Linked DNA regions of Sus scrofa: region 2 is linked to region 1. The links are chromatin contacts, called in public Hi-C maps. All regions are on one chromosome and are shown on one strand. Each heading gives the region's core, a stretch centred on a gene start, on an enhancer-like site or on the middle of the called end of the contact. The rest is flanking DNA. Distances are from core to core; before and after follow the strand shown.

What was found. A called contact is a pair of places that touch in the nucleus more often than the background predicts.
Region 2: a Hi-C map of subcutaneous adipose tissue shows a contact between it and region 1, with 1.7 times the contacts expected there. The contact joins the promoter of CRISPLD2 here to the enhancer-like site in region 1. A contact is called at or near these places in 1 of 5 promoter capture datasets (fetal liver), 9 of 47 Hi-C or Micro-C datasets (blood, embryonic fibroblasts, heart right ventricle and 6 more) and 1 of 2 datasets of contacts at active chromatin or transcription factors (skeletal muscle).

Annotation. Positions count from the first base shown.
Region 1 is chr6:3,843,243-3,847,827 of Sscrofa11.1, forward strand. No RefSeq gene overlaps it. Among named protein-coding and RNA genes, the nearest start is that of ZDHHC7, 59 kb to the left of the region's middle. Within about 2 kb of position 2,374, at least 13 of the 83 cell types and tissues checked have an H3K27ac peak or open chromatin away from gene starts, as enhancers often do. A contact at or near this core is called in mesenteric adipose tissue, omental adipose tissue and subcutaneous adipose tissue, where this site is marked.
Region 2 is chr6:3,941,936-3,946,520 of Sscrofa11.1, forward strand. It overlaps CRISPLD2 (cysteine-rich secretory protein LCCL domain-containing 2), which reads right to left and starts at 2,657. Exons shown (of 15, transcript XM_021093723.1): 1 at 2,502-2,657.

The sequences.
Region 1 (4,585 bases), core at 1,124-3,623:
AAGCAGAAAAACAGCTGATAAACGTCTCCTGCTCGAGGCTGTCCTTTGAGGCAGAACCCAAGCCGTGACTCATCCCTGCCTGTGATAAGCATTTGCACTTTCCCGCAGACACAGGCCACAGGCCCACGGATCCCCGACTTGGGGTTTATCTGCCTTCGGTGATGTGGGGAATGGGCGCCGCCGTCATTTTGTCCCTCCCGGTGGGTGTCTGTCGTCGGAACACTCACGAGCACAGCCCTGTAAGTCTGAGGTTACCCAGGATGGGCCCCTCCCTCCCCGTGCTCTGAAGTCAGACCCAGACCAGGCACCCGCTGGAGAGCACCCAGGCCAGCCTGGCCTCTCGCTGTCTGTGTCTGTCCGCCGTCTCCGGGACGGCGTGGCTTGGTGGCATGCCATGTGGGAGGCTGGCCCCTGTGAGCTGTGTCCACCAGCAGGAGCGGGGCGGGCAGTCGCAGAAGGATTCTATCCGCAGGCCCTCCAGGGAGGCTGGGAACCCAGCCCGGGCCAAGTCCTCGAGCCTTCAAGAGGTCACTCCTCGCACGGCCACCAGAGGGCGCTGCCCAGCACCCCCGCGCCACTCCCTTCTGACCGCTTCCAGGGCTCGCCAGGGTCTGGGGATACAGGCCTTGTCAACCCGCTGACAAGGCCGAGCAGGATCTGGCTGCTGACCTTTCTGGCTTCATCTCGCTCTCCGTGCTCTCTGCTCCCGCAGCTCCTGGAGAGGACACCGCCTGCCTCCACGGGGCTTTTGCCATCGCCCTGCCCCCTGGTCAGAGGCCAGCTGTCCTCAAGCATCAGCTCATCCCCAGGAGGTCACGAGGCCCTGGGTGGCGCCCTGGAGCCCTGCATTATTGGCAGCCTTGGCCAAGGATGCAATGAAATGGTTAATTCTGCCACGGCTCATCCACAGCCTGGGTCCCGAGCTGCACCATCAGCGTCAGAGTCTCCCTTGTCTACGGCTGACCCCCAGGGCCACACAATGCCCACAGTGCCATGATGGCAGACGTTAGTGATGGTCACCGGGCATCTCTGGACCTCTCTTCTGGGCACCTGGCGGGACTGCAGTTGCACTTTCCAGCCCCTGGTGGCGGGGACGTGTCACTCCCAGGGTGAAAGACTTTAATTGCCAATGCAACCCTGAGGTTCAGCCGAGGCGGTGGCTGCTCCTTCAGCTGGGGTGGCCCAGTGCCAGTGACAATAAGAACTCCCCTGCCCCCCACCCCCCGGGGCAGCGCTGTCACTTATCACCTGTGTGACCCCATCACCTACTCCTGACACAGACACACCCCGACACACTCAGAAACCCACAGACACATGCACGCACTAGAACAGTGCCTGGCACACAGTCAGCAAAAGAGTAAACCCTTAAATTGTACGAGATCAGCTCTGTGCTCCCCATGCCAGGTGCTGGGGGAGACCCCCAAACACACAGTGTCATGGGTCAGAGCCCCCACCTGGCACCCCTGAGGTGAGGCATTGCGGGCAGGCCAGAGGGACGTGCTCCCAGGACAGCAGGCCTGGGCGTGGGGGCAGCGGGGGGCTGGGATTTCAGGCCCAGTCTGATCCGCGTTATCCGCAGCGTGGGTGACTCATGCGTGATGCACACGGAGGAAAAACATCTTGAGTTTGTCCTGAATTCGGGAGGAGAAGGGAGAGGGGATTAGCTGGGCGCCTCTGTTCATGTCTGAGAGAGCCCCAGGAATCGCAGGACACCCCCCACCGCACCCCCCTGTTATAAATGCACGAGGGCCCAGAAGCCAGGCCTGCTGTGAGCCTTGAGCGCCTCGCCTCAGCCCAACTAGGTACCATCAATGCATAATGATCAATACTAATTAGCCTTCATGAGGGCGCCCGAGGCTGCCAGGGCACAGCTTCTTTGTGGTTGGTGTGGGGGTGTCCACAGCATTATAGCATGTCTTTCTTGCTTTTTTTTGGCTACGCCCTTGGCCTGCCGGAGTTCCCAGGCCAGGGTTCAAACCCGCGCCACAGCAGTGACACCACCAGATCCTTATCCACTAGGCCACTAGAGCACTCCCCGCCACACAGCTTTCTGACCAAGGTGGGGTGATATTAAGGTACAATTGAGATGAAGTGCCAGCCTCTGGCCAAGCCCCTCCGCTGTGCCCAGCCCTGCCAGTCCCACCCAGGATCTGCCCTGCAGCCCAGCCTCATTGCTCTGCTTCTTGTAGATAAGAGGTGGGCACTGGCGGTGGGCAGGAAACGGCTTATAGATGGCAGGTGAGCCAAAGGAGCTAAAAATAGGCCAGAGCAGGGGGTCATTTAAAAGGCTCAGGGGGAGGAGAGCACAGCCCAGGCCACAGCTGAGCAAGCAAAAGTCAGGAAGCGTGCGATGGGCTCTTTCAGCCTGGACAATGTCTTTTTAAGTGGAAACGTCCATCCGCTTTGGGAAGAAGACTCAGACCCTGGAGAGAGGCGAAGGCTTGCCCTGGTCAACAGCCCCGGCTGCGCACCAACTGTCCCACCGGGGCAACTGAGTCCTATGTGGCATTAGGAACTCAGGGGTTCTTGAGGAACCCCCCAGAGGGGGCGGGAGAAGCTTTGGCCTAGGAGGAGGAGAGAAGTGGGGCTCCTTCTTCTCCCCCTCCCTCTGCCGCGCTGGCTCGCCTTCCTCTTTCCTTCTGTCTTGCGGCTCATTCTCCTCCCCTCCCCCGCCTTCTCCTGTTTTTTTTTTTTTTCTCTTTTTCACCATATTTATCACACACCTACGACGTCCAAGATAGGCACTGGGATTCAGCAATGAATAAAAAGAAAACTATCCTGCTTGCATGGGAGAGATCGATAATAAAATGAATAAGTAAAAATACACTATAAAAAAGTGATAGGAGGAACAAATGAGGCAGGCAGGGAAACTTCGCCTGGGGGCGGCGGGGGTGGGGTGGAGGGGGAGGCTGGAAGAGTCTTTGCCAAGGTCAGCAGAGGAGGGAAGTCCCCCTGAGAAGTAAGACCACTGGGAAGGATGGTCTGGGCAGCGGGTGCAGCAGGTGCAAAGACCCTGGGGTAGCAGCGTGCCTAGTGTGTTTGCAAATAGCGTGGCTCCAGTCCCGCCTCTGGACGGTCAGAGGAGCCTCCTTGTTGCCCTCCTTGCTTCAGGTTCCCTCTCTCTGACCCGTGGTGACCTGGGTGTCCAAAGGAGGTGGGGCGCTGTGCTCCCCACTGGGGGTTTGGGTGGGAAACTGACACAGGGTCCGCCCCCAGGGAGGCCGTGGTCCAGCCCGGTCAGTGAGCACCGGCAGCTCGTGGGCTCACTGGACCAAAGTCTTCTTGGCTTTGGCCACCACGGAATGGTGGTTTTTTTTTTTTTTTTTAACTGGTAACTTTTTGGTTTTTTGGTTTTTTTTTTTTTTTTTTTTTTTGGTCTTTTCATCTTTTGAGGGCTGCATCTGCGGCATTTGGATGTTCTCCGGCTCGGGGTCTGCGCGGCACTGTAGTCTTCGGCCTACACCACAGCTCACAGCAACGCCAGATCCTTAACCCCCTGAGTGAGGCCAGGGATCGAACCTGCATCCTCAAGGATGCTAGTCGGGTTTGCTCTCCGCCGAGCCACGACGGGAACTCCTGAACTGGTAACTGTTGATTTGGATATAATTTCAAACTCACTGAAAAGTTGCAAAGATAGTACAGGGAAGTCCTGCATCTTTGTGCAGAGGCGCCGGCGGTTTAGAAGAGGCCCTGCTTCATCATTCGCTCTCTGTCTCTGTGTGTGAACATGTGTAATACATGCGTTCTCCGAGCTGTGGGCGAGGCACCGCCATCAGACACTTTTGCCCATAAACACTGTGGTGCGATGAAAACAACCTTCACGTCCAGGGAAGGACGAACGGATAACAGAAATATGAGGTATGATATACGCGGACTATCATCCAGCCTTAAGAAGGAAATCCTGCCGCTCACGATAGCAAAGGAGGAACCCGGACACCATAATCCTAAGTGAAATAAGCCAGACCCAGAGAACAAACACTCCATGATACCACTCATGCGACGAATTCAAAACACACTCATCAAACCAGAGAGCAAAGCTGCAGCCCCGGTTTGACGAGATGAGTAAGGCCTAGAAATCTGCTGAGCAGCTTAGAGCCCTCAGTGAACACCAGTATCGCGTACGTAAGCGGCTGCTAAGAGGATGGAGCTTATGTTGGCTGTTCTTTTATTTATATTTTTATTTTTTTGGCTTTTTAGGGCTACACCCAAAGGCCTATGGAGGTTCCCAGGCTCGGGGTTGAATTGGAGCTGCAGCTGCCAGCTTACACCACAGCCACAGCAACACAGGATCTGAGCCACGTCTGCGACCTACACCACGGCTCATGGCAACAGCGGATCCTTAACCCACTGGGCGAGGCCAGGGATCGAACCTGCATCCTCATGGATGCTAGTTGGATTCATTTCCACTGCGCCATGATGGGAAGCCCTATGTTAGCTGTTCCTATCGCAGAAGGAAGGGAGGGAGGGACGGGGGGGGAGGAGGCAGGAGGAAGTCCTGGAGGCGACGGGTACATGGGACGGCCGTGACGGTTCGCCGGTGTAAACTGATCTCCAAGCTGCTCTGCTCGTAGACATTAAAGACAGG
Region 2 (4,585 bases), core at 1,407-3,906, 99 kb after region 1:
CTTTACGAGGGGCTCCAGATGCCCCATCCCGGGAAGACCTCAGCTCAGTGACTTGAAGATGGAGTGAAATGACGCCTGCGTCATATTTCCCTTCCTTGACAAGCCATCAGCCCCTGTGAGTGATGCTGGGTTGCACATCTGGGACTGATCAAAAACCAGTGAGTCTGCAAAAAAGGGGGGAAAAACCCTCCTAGGTCGGGAGTAAGCAGACACAGAGGCACCTCCCGTACACAGTGAATTACTCTGGTGACAGAGGAAAGAAAAGTTCCAGCTTCCACAAGGCCAACGAGGTCAGCCTTTGGGGGTCCTGCCTTTAAAAGTCCGTTTTCAAATGCAACCTACCAAAAACCCAGACACCCCACAGGCGGGACATCTGACAGAGGGTGAAGTGTGGGGGCTTTCAGAGGCCTCATGCTCTTCTGCCCAGGCTCCGGCCCCTCTCCCACTGAGCCAGCTCTCCTTTCCAATCCAGAGGCGCGACTGTGGGAGCTGGCATTGGTCTGGGGTCCCGGCATCCGTGTATCCGCCCCCGCTCCAGGCTCACCCCAGACCAGAGCCAGGGATTCAGACCCCACAGGGCAGAAGCCTTGCTTAGCAGCGAGCTCTGGGCTGACAGTCGTGTGGCCATTGGACCAGCATCTTCCTCCAGAATCTGGGTGGGGCTCGGCCAGGATGCCGGCTCTCCCCACTCTGGTTGTGTCATGCAGGGTACATGCCTTAACCACTCTGAGTCTCAATGTCTCCTTGTAAAAAGAAGGACAGTCCAGTGCCCAGCTCACAAAGAAGCCAGCGGGATAGGTCATCCGTGTAAAATCCCGGGCATGGCTGGCCCACAGGAAGTGCCAGATAAGTGTCAGCTGCTGGTAGGATTATAAATGCTAGCATTATTCTTCCTCTCTTACTTTTTAAGAGACTGTAAAAATCAAAATCACTCTTTTTCTTCTGCCCCGGGATGTATTGTCAGCTCTGCTGACTGCTGTGTTACCAGGAGCCTCTCCCAAACCAGACAATTCCTTGTTGGAGGTCAGGTTCCCTGGTGAAATTGGCAGGTGGGTAGAGAAGGAGACAGGACCCAGACACTAAGTATGTAGGTTAAGGGCTAACAGACAGCTCTGGGGTGACAACATCACCTGCCAGCTAGGGGACCTTGGGCAAGCACTTGACCTCTTTGAGCCTCAGTTCCCTCATCTGTGAAATGAAGATCAAGGGGCCTACAGCCCAGGTGTGATGCAGGTAAAGGTGGTGGCACGGGGCCTCTTAGCTAGCACGCCAGAAACACAGCTCCCACACCTGCTCCTTTCCCCACAAGGGAACAGCCGGATCGGGGCAGAAACAGAAAAACGGGGGCATGAACCCCAAAGAGCTCTGGGGGTCCTCTTCTTGGTCTCTTTGGGGATGGAGCCATGGCCTTCACCTCGTCCTTCACATCCTGGTCTCTCACTCATCAGGCTCCAGGCCCTGGATGCCCTGACCTGGCTGGGGAAGGCAGGCGCCCCCTGTTCTGCCACGGCAGGAGCCCAAAGGCTCAAGGTAGAAACTCACAAGCCCACTCTTGGTTGGAATATGAGCTGGGTATTTGCCAGACTCCCAGCTGCTTTTCTTGCCCAGAGCAGCATTGCACCTTCTGGCCAAGAGACAGGCAATTCAAATCAGACTTCGAGGAGCAGGCACCAGCTAAGCCCTTCCTGGCTTGTCCACAGCCCAGCCCTTTCAAGGGAGGCTCTGGGTCCGCCCTGCACCAGGGGCTGGTCCCAGCTCTTCTGCCCAGGGCAGCAGATCTCCTAGACCCCAGTGCTGAACCTTCAGCTCCCAGCTATCCCCCCACAAGAAGAAGTCTGTTCAAATACCCACTCTGGCTGAAGACCCAGAAACTCCTGCAGGAACTCTGAAATGCCCTGTGCCGTGACACATCCATGGGGAGTTTTGGAGGCAGAGAGAATTGGGTCCCAGCCTCCAATCTGCCTGGACAACTCAATTCACCTCTCTGACCCTCAGTGTCTCCATCTGAAATGCAGGGAGAGGAAGACTACCTTGCAGGTTTGGGGCAAACACAATTATAAAGGGGCGTGGCCCTGTAAATTACCCCGCAGGATACAGCAGTCCTTAGGTGCCCCCAGTCCTCTGCTCGTGGGTGGAACTTCTTCAAACTCCTGTCATATGCACACCACCAGCTTTGCATTTATTGACGCCCACAGTGTACACAGTAATGCGACAGATGCTAGCGAACTGGACAGGGAAGGCAAGACTACAGAGCCTCCGGGAGCATAAATCTGTAGTCAGACCAGCTTGGAATTCTGGCTCCCTCGCTTCCTACATGTGAGGCGACTTGTCGCTGAGCATCAGTTTCTCAATCTGTGAGAGGGCATCAGAAGAGATGCAGGCGGCGCGCTCAGCTTAGTGTCCACACACAGTAAACCCTAAGAGCATCTGCTCTGGTCACTCAGGCTCCTCAGAGACTGTGGGAGCAGATCGCAACTTGCAGAGAAGAAAGTCACACTTACCTTTGCAGGGCTCCAACCACCACCTCGCGGAGAATCCCGAGTGGAGTTGGCGTCTCCCGCGTGGAGTGGGGGGCAGCGGCAGCGGCAGGGGCGGCGCAGACACAGCGGACAGAGAGGACACCCGGGCTGCCGAGGGATGCAGTGGGTCCTGGCACCCTATGCGCCTCTTCTTGTAGGCTGCCCGGAGCCCGGAGGCCACGCCCCTCCAGTGGCCAGCAGCAGATTGGGCCAGGCTGTCGTAGCCCCGCCCCTGCCCTCCTCCGGCTCCGCCCCTCCCCGCGCTGCCCCAACCCCCACGGGCCCCGCCCCTCCCCGGCTCCCCCGGCTCCGGGAGCCACCCGCGCCTGGAGTCTGGGGGCAAGACAGGGAGGGCAGGACCACCCTCGTCCTAAGAATTCGGCTGGAGAAGAGGACGCGCTCAGTTTCCTCTTTGTGACCATAAAAGTATTGTTTTCACTGAGAGCTTATGATGTACCCAGCGCGGTGCCAAGCGCTTTCCACCAGGAGTTTGCAAATTTACCAAATTCCATTTCTCTACGCCTCAACTGGAAAATGGGAATAAGGCAACGACTTCCCGGGGATTATAGCAAATGAAATCGGGAAGGGCGTGGGCTCCATCAACTATGGTGCAGAATACACACTTGCTAAATTTATTCCCATCCTCTACACGTGGATAGAAAACTTCACTCTTGCCACATACTCACTATTCCCTCAGAAAGGAAAAAGAGGTCCAGGCTTTACCGTCATAATCCTAGTATAGGCTCACAGCAATACAGACAGTGAGGTGGAAATGATCCCATTTCACAGACTGGGAGGCTTGGAGAAGAGAGTGCTCCAAGTCCCACAGCTATCAGTGAGCCGGCAGCGCGGGTTCAAACCCTGCTCTTCTTTCATTTTGCCCACAGGCATGTAGCATCCATAAACCCTTAAATCAACTTAGAGCCAGGAGAAATCACCTTTGAGAGATGCAAAGCCCTTGTTGGCAGGTGAAGAAACCAAGTCTCCAGGAGCTAAAGAGCTCCCCCGTGGGCCCCACTCGGTCACACACTGTGGACCTACTGTGTGCGGGTGGTACTGGTACTCCAGGGCAGGAGGGAGCCTGTTCTCACTGCATTGCTTATTCCTGCTGAAGACGCTAGAATCAGCTCACTCATCACCTCCCTACACACAGCCCCATCCAGTCTGCACCAGCCCCTGAATGACCAGCCATGAGCAGGCACAGGTGAGCCCCCTCTGGGATCTCAGAGGCACCCAGACGGAGTCAGAGCACAAGACTGGGGTGCATGGGACAACGATGGAGAGCAGAGGGGACAAAGATGAGGAAAGAACCCCGGGGACTGGCCAGGCATGTGTGACATGGATTCAGAAAAACTGGAGTTCTCTGGTGGCCTAGCAGTTAAAGAGCAGGTGTTGTACTGCCATGGCTCGAGTCTGATCCCTGGCCTGGGAACTTCTGCCTGCCATGGTCAAAAAAAAAAAAATCTGTAATTAAAAAAAAAAAAAATCTACGCTCTTATTGTATAGCTCAAATACAGATAAAAAATAGTTATTTAAAAAAAACATTTTATTTTCATTTCTTTTATGTTTCTTTCTTTTCCCAATTTCTGAAACATCATTTTCTTTTTCTTTTCTTTTTTTCTTTCTTTTTTTTTTTTTTTTTTTTTGCCTTTTCTAGGGCCACACCCGTGGCATATGGAGGTTCCCAGGTTAGGGGTCTAATCAGAGCTGTAGCTGCCAGCCTACGCCACAGCCATGCCAGAACCGAGATGCGTCTGTGACATACACCACAGCTCATGGCAACGCCAGATCCTTAACCCACAGAGCGAGGCCAGGGATCGAACCCGAGACCTCATGGTTCCTAGTCGGATTCGTTAACCACTGAGCCACAAGGGGAACTCCCGAAGCATCACTTTCAGTTCAGCATTCATTCATCCAATACTGATTAAGCATCTACCACATGCCAAGCTCTGTCCCAAGCACAGTGGCATTCAGAGGTGAAAGAAATGAACGGCTGCAGAGCAAGAGCCCTCGGCCTGACAGAGGGCACCCCAGGGGAGAGCAGAGCTGGGCTCCTATCAGGTGCC